Regions from separate parts of the Mus musculus genome. Here region 2 is linked to region 1. The links are chromatin contacts, called in public promoter capture Hi-C maps. All regions are on one chromosome and are shown on one strand. The core of a region is the stretch at or near the end of the contact, and the rest is flanking DNA. Distances in the headings are between cores, read along the strand shown. Region 1 holds the start of Sox15 (SRY (sex determining region Y)-box 15). Region 2 holds the start of Cldn7 (claudin 7).

Region 1 (4,944 bases), core at 634-3,133:
CTAGTGGCTGCTTCCCTGTGCTGCCCGGGTGGGATGGTCTATTGGAGCCCAGTTCTGGGGGTGAGGGAGAGTGACTCAGATAAGGGCCCTGGGGTTGGGTGGGGAGGTTCCTGCCGAGGCAGGTCCTGGCGGAAGGGTGTGTGAAGGCGCTGGTTGCTGCTGTAGGGAGAGAATACAAATGGGACAATAAAAGACTCCGAAACATGGTTTTAATTGTACAAAATTGTGTTTAGTGTGCATTCTGGTTCCTTGGAGATCTGTAGGGGTCTGTGGGGTTGGCCCTGGGCGTCCCTGCCAGTTAAAGGTGGGTTACTGGCATGGGGGCTCCAGCAAGGGAAGTATTATATGGAGTGGAAGAGTCTGGGGATAGGTAAGGGGAGAAAGAGGGTCTTAGCTCCCCCTGGAGCCTGGGATCACTCTGAGGGAAGGTGCATGGTAAGGGGGCCTCCGGTCTGCAGTGGGAAGAGCTGTAAAAAGAAACATGGGGTCTGGAGGTTAGTCTTCTTGAATCGATTGGGCAGTGTCCTCAACTCTTCGTGGGGGACTGGTCTGACCAGTTTGCAGCAGACAGGGTTAGAGCTTGCCATTCAGCCAGCCTTGCTGGGTACAGCAGGCATGGAATGGGACCCTAGGGTGACTTAAAGAACAAGGTAGTTCTGTTGGGGCATGCTCAGCAGGCGGCTTGCGTGCTGCACGGCTGTTTGCCTCCTGGGGCAGCAGGCCAGGAAGGAGCAACAGGATGGGCTTGGTCTCTCCTTGCCCCCAGGGCTGGGAGAGGAAGATGGGTCACACAAGGGCCAGCCACAAGGAGAAACTGCCATCCAAAAGGCAGAGGTAGGACACATTAGTTGAGATGGAACAGCCACTATCCTGAACTCTGGGCCCTCAGCCTGGTGTAGCTTCTGCTTGGGTGGATTTGGGTTTAACTTGGCACTCTGGCCTCTGTTCCCACCCAGCTCTCAAGGAAGGGGGTCGTGTGGGAAGCATGGAACAGACAGATGGACACAATTAGGCACTCACGTGTAACTGCCAGGCAGGTAGGCTGTCGAATAGTTGGGGGGCTGGTACCCAAAGCCTCTGCTCCCTTGGGTAGTTGTGTACCCTGGCCCCCAGTGTGAGCCACCACATGCCAGGCCACCTCCTTCTTGGCTAAAGGGGACAGACCCGGTGCTCGAGTTTTTGCTCTTACGCCGGGGTCGGTACTTGTAGTCGGGATAGTCGCGGAGGTGGCGGGCACGAAGACGCTTAGCCTCCTCCACGAAGGGTCGCTTCTCTTCATCGCCCAGCAGCTTCCACTGAGCGCCCAAGCGCTTGGAGATCTCAGAGTTGTGCATCTTGGGGTTCTGCTGCGCCATCTGGCGGCGCTGAACAGAGCTCCACACCATGAAGGCGTTCATGGGCCGCTTCACCTTCTCCAGCGGAAGTCCCCCAGACGCTCCAGGGCTCCCGCCGGCCTCCTGCTCCTGGGGTCCTAAAGGCAAAGAGGCCGTGGAAGCCCGAGGATGCAGGCTCCAAGTCTCTGCTTGTGAGGAGCTGGTCAGCGCCATGGGTTGGAGGTGAAGCCTCTTTGAGAGGGCGTCTTGAATGCCCTTCTCCCAGAGCGAAGACTGGACTAGGAATATTTGGGTACTTAAGTATCTTCCAGAGCGCTTGAATCCAAACTTTGCTCCCAGCGATCGATTGTCACCTCTGGGAAGCTGAATTTAGAATCCTTGTCTGGAGCCCTTTACCGGAGAGGTAGTGTTCTCTCAGGTCTACCAGTCGCTCTTTCTACCCTCTGCTTCAGCGAGACAGGGTTCTTCTGTTGAAACTGCAGTTTCAAGCGTGCAGCTCTTGGTCTCCACAAAGTCCCAACAGCTGCCAGGAGTGCACCCAGGTGCTACAGGCCTTTCCCACCTGTACTCAGCCTCTAAAAGGCTGACTCCTCCCCAGACCCCTCCCAGTGGCTGTGCGGTTCTCTCCACCCCTCTTCTTTCTGCAAACCCAGGCGTCTTGTTCTTCCCAGTCCTTACACCTCCCCCTAGGGCACCACACCCCCCTAACGTTCCACCGGAGGCCTGGACGGCAGGCCTAAAAATTGTCTCAATTCTCAAGCACCAGCAATTTAAAGTAACTTCCTTCCCAAGAAGGGGAACCAAAGGCTCCCAGGGTCGATCAAACCCGGAGAATTTAAGAAGCTCTCACTCCCTATCAAAGCCTTTTCCGGTGTCTGTTGCTCCTTAAACCCCTGATCTGCCCCAGGGGAAAGAAACTCAAGGCCATTTTTGTTTTCTTAGTCATTCCAGCAGGTGCTAGGCAGATGAAAACATTCAAAGCCACTTCCAGTCCTGAGGTTCCCCATTGCCACTGAGTATTGCAAGTTTCATCTTTAAGCCCAAACCATGGACATGCCTCTGGGCCTGCAGATACACTTTTTAAAAATCTTCCTATTTTTTAAAAGGTTATGGATGGGGTGGGGCACAAGTGTCACCACTTTGTATATAGAGGTCAGAGGATAACTTTCACAAGTCCGTTCTCTTTCCCAGGTCAAGGTGGAGAGGTGGTAGTGGCTATCTCCGTGACTGATCTCAGGGGGCACCTAACCTTCTGAGCTATGGTTTTTGTTTTTTTTTTTTTTTTGTTTTTTGAGACAGGGTTTCTCTGTGTAGCCCTGGCTGTCCTTGAACTCAGAAATCTACCTAAGTGCTGAGCTGTTTCTTTACCCCTTTGATCCCTTTTTTCTTTTTTTTTTAAAGTGTAATTATTTGAGACAGGGAGTGCAGCATATAGCCCTGATTGGCCTGAACTCCTTGCTCCTTGTGTAGACTAGGCTGGACTTGATCAAGATCCATCTACCTCTGCCTCCTGGGTACCGGAATTTTTTTTTTCTTTCTTTCTTTAGTCTAATAATCCTGTCTTGCCCTTGAACTCACTCGATCCACCTGCCTCTATCTCGGACTAGAGTTCTGGGATTAAAGGCGTGTGCCCAGTACTGCCCAGCAGTTACATAGTTAAGAATCCCGATTTCCTCCATTCTAAGGTTTCTGGGAGAAAGCATTCAGCACACCCTCCTGAGGATCACGTTCAGTTCACCACAGTGCAGTGCACTGTACCTAGCTCTGGCGCTTCCCAATTCCGATAGTCACTACTCTTTACCCTTGAGGCCCCTAAAAGCTGAGGTCAGTGACATGGATTCTAGAGCTAGAGTGACACCAGGCCAGAAATACAACCTGCCCTCCTGAGTTCTAGAGGCTATGGTGAGGAAACCCTATTTTCCTCTCTGCTGAAGGCCCAGCCTGTGCCCCAGGCCCCAGATAATCGGATTAAACAGCCTGCTCAGACTCTCAGCTTCTACCAGGAACAGCTCCAGCTTCACGGAGCCTGGCCTATCCTCCTGTGACTCAGGGCTCAGGAGTGGCCCAACTCTCAACAACCAAGGGAGGGAAGAAACAGCAAGGTCTGAAGCACGGTCCTCTGGCCACGGAGAATTAAGGATGCAGCCATTCCCAGAATATCATCTTCCTGACACAGAACGAGGAGCTGATAATAAAGGCTATAGAACGAGAGCCAGGGACCAATGCCGGTCAGCCCTAGAGATTTAAACAGCCCAGACTGGGGACAAAGGCAACATGGGAAACACAAGGCCATTTGGATTTTTTTATTCTCTTTTTAAATACTGTACAGTGAAAAATAAATACGCCTTCTCATCCACCAGACAAGGTTATTTCCTCCCAACTCCCCTGGGAGACCTTGTCACCCCCCTTCATACATACCCCTGGTTCTATTCCAAAACCTTCCCCATGCCTCCCACCCACGAATACCCTCACTATCCCCGTCTTCCACAGTGATGAGGCCCCAGAAATGGGGGGTACAGGATGGGAGGAGGGATAGCAGGGGAGCCCCCCTGAACTGTCAAATCTGGGTGGGTCAAGGAGCACCCCCACCAACAGGCGGAGAATGGGGGTGTTCAGAGGTCGGGGCATTAGAGGATAAAGGCACATCCAGTCTGAAAGGGAAGGGGAGGCTCCCTCACCCTGGGGGTAGGGTGGACAAGAGGGAGGGGTATGACCCTGTTACACACCCCTCCACTAGCTCCTGGAGGTTGGGGGGGACCCAAGCTGCTGTGCCACCCCCCTCCCCCGTAGATAAGAGCAGCTCCAGCGCAGGTCAGTTGGACCCATGAGGGCCATGGTGGTGGGCAGCAAGCGAGATGGAGAAAGGAGGGATGTGGACCGGAGGTTTTATGAAACTCCATTCACCAAACTACCCAACTCCAAGGGGGCAGAGAGCTCCCCATTCTCTGAGGGGCCCTTGGGAAGCTTGCTGACAGAGTCACCCTACAGAGGAAGCAGGAGGAAAACAAAAAGGAAGCAGCTGATGAGTACAGCAGATGCAGGCACGCCTTCCTTCTCACTACAGACACACGTGGAGGCCAGGTCCCTCACCCCCCTGTGCTCAATCACCACCAGCCCTGTCTTCTGTTTGTGCCGGCTCTGCTCTACCCTCAGCTTAGCCTGAACTCCATCACATACAGTCAATTCAACTTTCTTTGCAAAGTTTTCTGTGTCCCTGCCCCAAACAAACAAACAAACAACAACAACAAAGTGGGGTAGGCTGTATCTTGATTGCCTACCTTCTGTCCTGAAAGAGAATCCTCTGAGGGTTTCGTGCGTTCCAGGGGCCGCTGGCGGCTCTGAGACTCTGCCCGTGAGATATAGTCAGCCACAGTCACTAGGAAAGACACAGGATCAAGACTTTCAGGAACTTCGGGATTTCATGGTTCCCAATGAATCCAACCCTGGTTTCCCAGCCAATGAGACATTTCATCTTAGTTCCAGAAAGGCTCCAATTCTGTATGTCAGCTGACCTGGTTGGCGGTCTCCACTGATGGACCCATCAGTCCGGTTACCACGATTACGGCGGCGGCGGCTGCGATTTCGTCTCTGGGGTCTTGATTCATCTTCT
Region 2 (4,944 bases), core at 1,776-4,275, 310 kb before region 1:
ATGATGACCTAGATATTTGACAGACAAATGGCAGAGGAAGGCTGTGGGCTCAGAACCACCCTGCTGTTGGCAGACTCTACCTTGTCCCTTGTCCTTTGTTACTTTGTCTGCAGAAGCTGTGTCGTGAGCCAAGGAGCAGCATCAAGCTAGGATGAGTGTGATGAGGGCATAGTGTGTGCCCATTTCTAATAAAATATATATGTGTGTGTGTGTCAATCAAAACCTCTGGTAATGCTTAAACAAGAGCAGATGTTGGGGATGATGAGATAGCAACAGGAAAAGGTACTTGCCACATTCCCAATGACCTTAATTCAGTCCCTGAACTCACTGCCCTACACATACCCACCTATATACCACTAGGCCACACAATAATAATCAGTGGGGAAAAGTTTGGAGGAGAGTGGGTAAGAACCTTGAGACTAGAGCTGAGGCAATAGGCCCAAGGAGGTAGGGACCCCAGGCCTGGAGACACCACTGGTACCACATGCTGCTGTAAGTTGCTTTAGTTCCAAGTCCTGTGCAAGGATCTGGGTCTGGAGAAAAAGCGGCCTGGAAAGACCTAATTTCCAAAACTTAATTTTATTTCTGTACAAAAGCACACCCCATGTCTTCCTCTCCCAGTAACCCCCCAACTGCCCTCCCCCCAAGCAAACTATACATGATGTTTGGAGGTGGAGTGGCCAGGAGGCCTTTGCCTCCCACCCTGCCCGCAGGCTGGGCTCCCCAGCTCACACGTATTCCTTGGAGGAATTGGACTTGGGGTAAGAGCGGGGTGCTCGGTACGCAGCTTTGCTTTCACTGCCTGGACAGGAGCAAGAGAGCAGGGCACCTCCCAGAAGGACCAGAGCAGACCCTGCCCAGCCGATAAAGATGGCAGGTCCAAACTCGTACCTGTAGGGAGAAAAGATTGGAGTCAAAACGGACCTGATGTCTCCCAAGTCCACATAATCTTTTTGTTTGTTCTTTCAAGACAGGGTTTCTCTGTGTAGCCTTGGCTGTCCTGGAACTCACTTTGTAGACCAGGCTGGCCTCGAACTCAGAGATCCGCCTGCCTCTGTCTCCCAAGTACTGGGATTAAAGGCGTGTGCTACCACGCCCAGCATAATCTGGTTCTTACTGGTTCTTTAGACTGGAGACTTACTTAACGTTCATGGGCGTCAAGGGGTTATAAAAGTCTGTGACAATCTGATGACCAATCCAGGAACATGCTACCAAGGCAGCAAGACCTAGAAAGAGAAAGAAGATTCTGGTATTGGGTGTCCAGACCAAGATCTTGACTATGCTCTTCTGGGTGAAAGACTGAGCCCCTTGGTCCCACCCTGGACCCTTGAGGCTCACCTGCCACAATGAAAACAATGCCTCCAGTCATAGCTATTCGGGCCTTCTTCGCTTTGTCATCTCCCCCACAGCGTGTGCACTTCATGCCCATCGTGGCGACAAACATGGCTAAGAAGCCCAACACCAGGGACACCACCATTAAGGCTCGAGTGGCCTGCAGGGCTCCTGCAGGGGAGGAAGGCGGCGGTCATTGCTGGAAATGGCAGGTAGCCTTAGGATGGCGCCAGCCTTAGTGCTGCAGACCGCGCCCACTAACCCCTGGACCGTGGTCCGCCTGTCTGGTTCCGCCGGCAGCCTGGGGCCCCCTAGTCCAAGGCAGGCCTTGTGCAGACGGTTCCCGCCCCCATCCCGCCACCAAGTCCTTTCCGCTCCCCGCCCCGCCCTGCGCTCCAGAACCCGCCCGGGGCGCCAAGGTTTCGATGAAACCGTTCCAGGTAGGGGGGAAGGGAGAAAGGGGGCGAAAGAGAAGTGCAGGTGGCGGCTAAGGCCCTCGCTCCAGCCACACCAGCCGGCGCGTGTCCTAGCTTTGGCCCCGCTATCGAGGCCACCGAGTTTGTGGCTTCAGCTAATCGGCCGATAAGATTAGAGGCCACAAGTACGGTCCCACGTCTAACGAGGGCACGATTCCGCGGCCCTGAGAACCTCCGTCCCTCTTCTCCTTTTGTCCAGAGAAAGAAGCAGGGGAAGAGAGAGACCACTGACTGCCAGGGGTTGGGGGGTGCTTCGCCCAGGAAACCCCCCCAAAAAAAATCTGGGCAGAGGGGCGTGGACCCACGTGGGACACCCAGATCAGATCCCAGGCACGCTCTCTCTCTGTCCCACCGACTGAGCCCAAGGCGTCCACTTCCTCCTCCCTGGCAACCCCGGGCGCCGGGCAGTGCGGCCTGGGCCCTGCCCCACACCCAACCCGGCCACCTTGACCCTGGGCACGTCCGCCCCGTCGGTCCCACGGCCTTACCCGGCAGGGCGAGCACCGAGTCGTACATTTTGCAGCTCATCATGCCGGTGCTCTGCGTGACGCACTCCATCCAGAGCCCCTTGTACATGGCCTGGGCTGTGATGATGTTGTCGCCCGCATAGGAGCTCATCTGCCACTGAGGGATGGCAGTGCTCGCTATCAGGCCCACCCAGCCAAGCATGGCCATTGAAAAGCCCAGCAGTTGCAGGCCCGAGTTGGCCATTTCCTTGTCTCAGAAAAGACGGGACGCGCCGGGAGGGCGACCCTACAGTAAAGCAAAAAAACAAAAAAACAAAAATCCGGGGAGCAGCAACACAAGAAAATTTGGATAGAGATTTAAGTCACCCAAAGGAGAAAAAGATTTTTTTTTGGACCGGGTAACTACAAATCTTGTTAACCGAGGTAAACACAAATCGTCCCCTCCGGTGAAGCGACACTCTCACAGCAGAGGGAACCGGCTTCGCCCGAAGGACTGGTTCCAGACAAAAGCGGTCCCCGAAGGCCGGGCGGTTCCTACCGGCGTGCTCCGAGACTACCCAAAGAAGTGGAGGGGCCGTTAGGGCGTGGCCCCCAGAAAGTATGCGGGCCCTTGGGCCCCAGGCTGCGGTGCGCGGCACAGGGAGCTGGCGGTGCGGCGGCAGGTGCGGGCGAGCAGGTGCGGCGCACCTGAGTATATATATGCAGGACGTCGGGGACGCGCCCCCGCAGGCACCCGGAGCGCTGCAACTTGGGCGGGACCAGAGGGGCAGTCGAGTGACCTGACGTCACTGAAGGGACACTCACCTGAACCGGAAGTCTTGGCCCCTACCCCCTCCTCGTCCAGGTGAAGAGGAAGAAACCTGAGCTCCAGGGTCACGCCCCTTCATTTGCCTGGCTCTAACCGTTGATGGGAAATAGGCGACGGCTTCTCAGAAGTCCCTGGGGTCGGAGTCTGCCCTGCAGACTCCAAGTGGCCCCTTCCTCTCCTTTCCATACAGGTGCGCCTGGGTCGCTGCGGAGCCAGTACCCTCAGACGCCCCTGGAAAGGCTCCTCGCCATCCTTCCCCTGCAGGTTTCGGCGCGTGCCACTTGTCCAGCCCGACTTTCGTCTCCACTCTCAGCTCTTTTTTTCTTTAGTCTCCTACCAAGGCCTGTCTCATCATCAGGGGCCCTAACCCATTACGGTAAAATCACCCGTGCTGCATGCACCCTTCTAGGAATTTCTACTCTCAGACAGTCTAGCAACCTACCGCTTCACCGCTCAAGCCCTCCACAAGACACGGCTCTCCGACAGTCCTCCCACAGGCCTGGTCCCAGGACCAGGTAGGTACAGGACTTAGCACCTGAGCCTGTCAGTGTCTCCTCCAACATAGAGGCTCCTTCTACCCGAAGGAGTTTTCCGAGGGTGGGGAGAAGGGTAAGACCTAGGTCAGAGAGTCTGACACGACACGCCCAACATTCCCCTCCCCAGGTTGTCATTTCTGGTTTACCTTCATTTTCCTCACTTCCTTCTCCATCCACACACTTTCTCTTTCCTTCATTCTGAGCTTCCGGGGACCTGTTTGTGTGCCCTTTCGGTGCCCTCCGACCCACTCTAGCATCTTAATTCATCCCTTAGAAAGTCTAGCTTAAGGCTGGGGAGATGGCTCAGGGGTTAAGAGCACTGACTGCTCTTCCAAAGGTCCTGAGTTCAAGTCCCAGTAAACACATGGTGGCTCACAACCATCCATAATGAGATCTTGACACCCTCTTCTGGTGTGTCTGAAGACAGCTACAGTGTATTTAAATATAATAATAAAATCTTAAAAAAAAAAATAGAAAGCCTAGCTCAGCCTCCACTCCTTCCAGCTTTCCCAGAACTTTGACCATCCTTCCTCCCAGCTTGGCTTCTAAGGTTCTCATTTATCTTTCCCCTTTTCCTGCCTTCTGCATTTTTATTCACCCCCCCCAACACACACACACACACACACACACACACACACACACACACACACACTTCCAGACTAAGGTTGCTCCCTCCAGACCCTTGGAGCCCAGTAGCCCAGTGTGTCCATCACTGCCCCCCTGAACTCTTTCTAGTTCTTTCTTCCAGTCTACCTCTCCTACAACCTCCTTCCACCTCTCAGACCTTCACAGGTCTTTCTTCCTTTTGCTAGTTTTTTGGTTTTTTATTTACGTTTATGTGCACTGGTGTTTTCCCTGCATGTATTATGTTTCTGTGAAGCTTGTGACAGATGTGTGTGTGGGTCCTAGGATTTGAACCCAGGTCCTCTGGAAGAGCAGTGCTCTTAACCACTGAGCCCATTCTCCAGACCCTCTCTCTTGCTAGTTTTTTAAAGTCAACACCTTCTCCTTTCCCTTACACATTTCTATGTAAATCCTCCATTTATCCAGTAAACATATTTAATGCCCTTCTTGTTCAGCCAATTAACCTGCTTTTGTATAAAATGCAGAACTTTGTGAACTTTGTTATTTGTGTCTATTTTTTACCTTTTGGGTTATTTTCTGAGATGGTTTGTTTCTGTTTTTTGTTCGTTGGTTGAAAGGTTGGTGAGTTGGTACTTTTGAGACAGGATCTCACTCTGCAGCTCCATCTAGTTAAAGTTCACTATATAGACTAGGCTGGCCTGGACTTCACAAGTGGGCCACCTGGCTCTACTTCCCAATGC

The links. Capture Hi-C pulls out chosen DNA fragments and counts their contacts.
Region 2: a promoter capture Hi-C map of liver shows a contact between it and region 1. The contact joins the promoter of Cldn7 here to the promoter of Sox15 in region 1. A contact is called at or near these places in 6 of 39 promoter capture datasets (the SN4741 cell line, embryonic stem cells, hippocampal neurons and 3 more), 1 of 15 datasets of contacts at CTCF or cohesin (large pre-B cells), 9 of 115 datasets of contacts at active chromatin or transcription factors (bone marrow-derived macrophages, craniofacial prominence, embryonic basal ganglia and 6 more) and 3 of 9 other capture datasets (adipose tissue, liver and pancreatic islet).

What each region holds. Positions count from the first base shown.
Region 1 is chr11:69,651,976-69,656,919 of GRCm38.p6, reverse strand. Sox15 (SRY (sex determining region Y)-box 15) reads right to left here and starts at 1,883. Exons shown (of 2, transcript NM_009235.2): 1 at 1,021-1,883; 2 at 193-467. The coding sequence starts at 1,547. The coding sequence ends at 299. It overlaps Fxr2 (fragile X mental retardation, autosomal homolog 2), which reads right to left. Exons shown (of 17, transcript NM_011814.2): 15 at 4,847-4,942; 16 at 4,613-4,710; 17 at 3,623-4,316. The coding sequence ends at 4,221. Mpdu1 (mannose-P-dolichol utilization defect 1) reads left to right here. Exons shown (of 7, transcript NM_011900.4): 7 at 1-223.
Region 2 is chr11:69,963,502-69,968,445 of GRCm38.p6, reverse strand. Cldn7 (claudin 7) reads right to left here and starts at 3,025. Exons shown (of 4, transcript NM_016887.6): 1 at 2,297-3,025; 2 at 1,339-1,503; 3 at 1,142-1,226; 4 at 560-891. The coding sequence starts at 2,519. The coding sequence ends at 729. Elp5 (elongator acetyltransferase complex subunit 5) reads left to right here. Exons shown (of 9, transcript NM_018740.2): 9 at 1-222. The coding sequence ends at 20.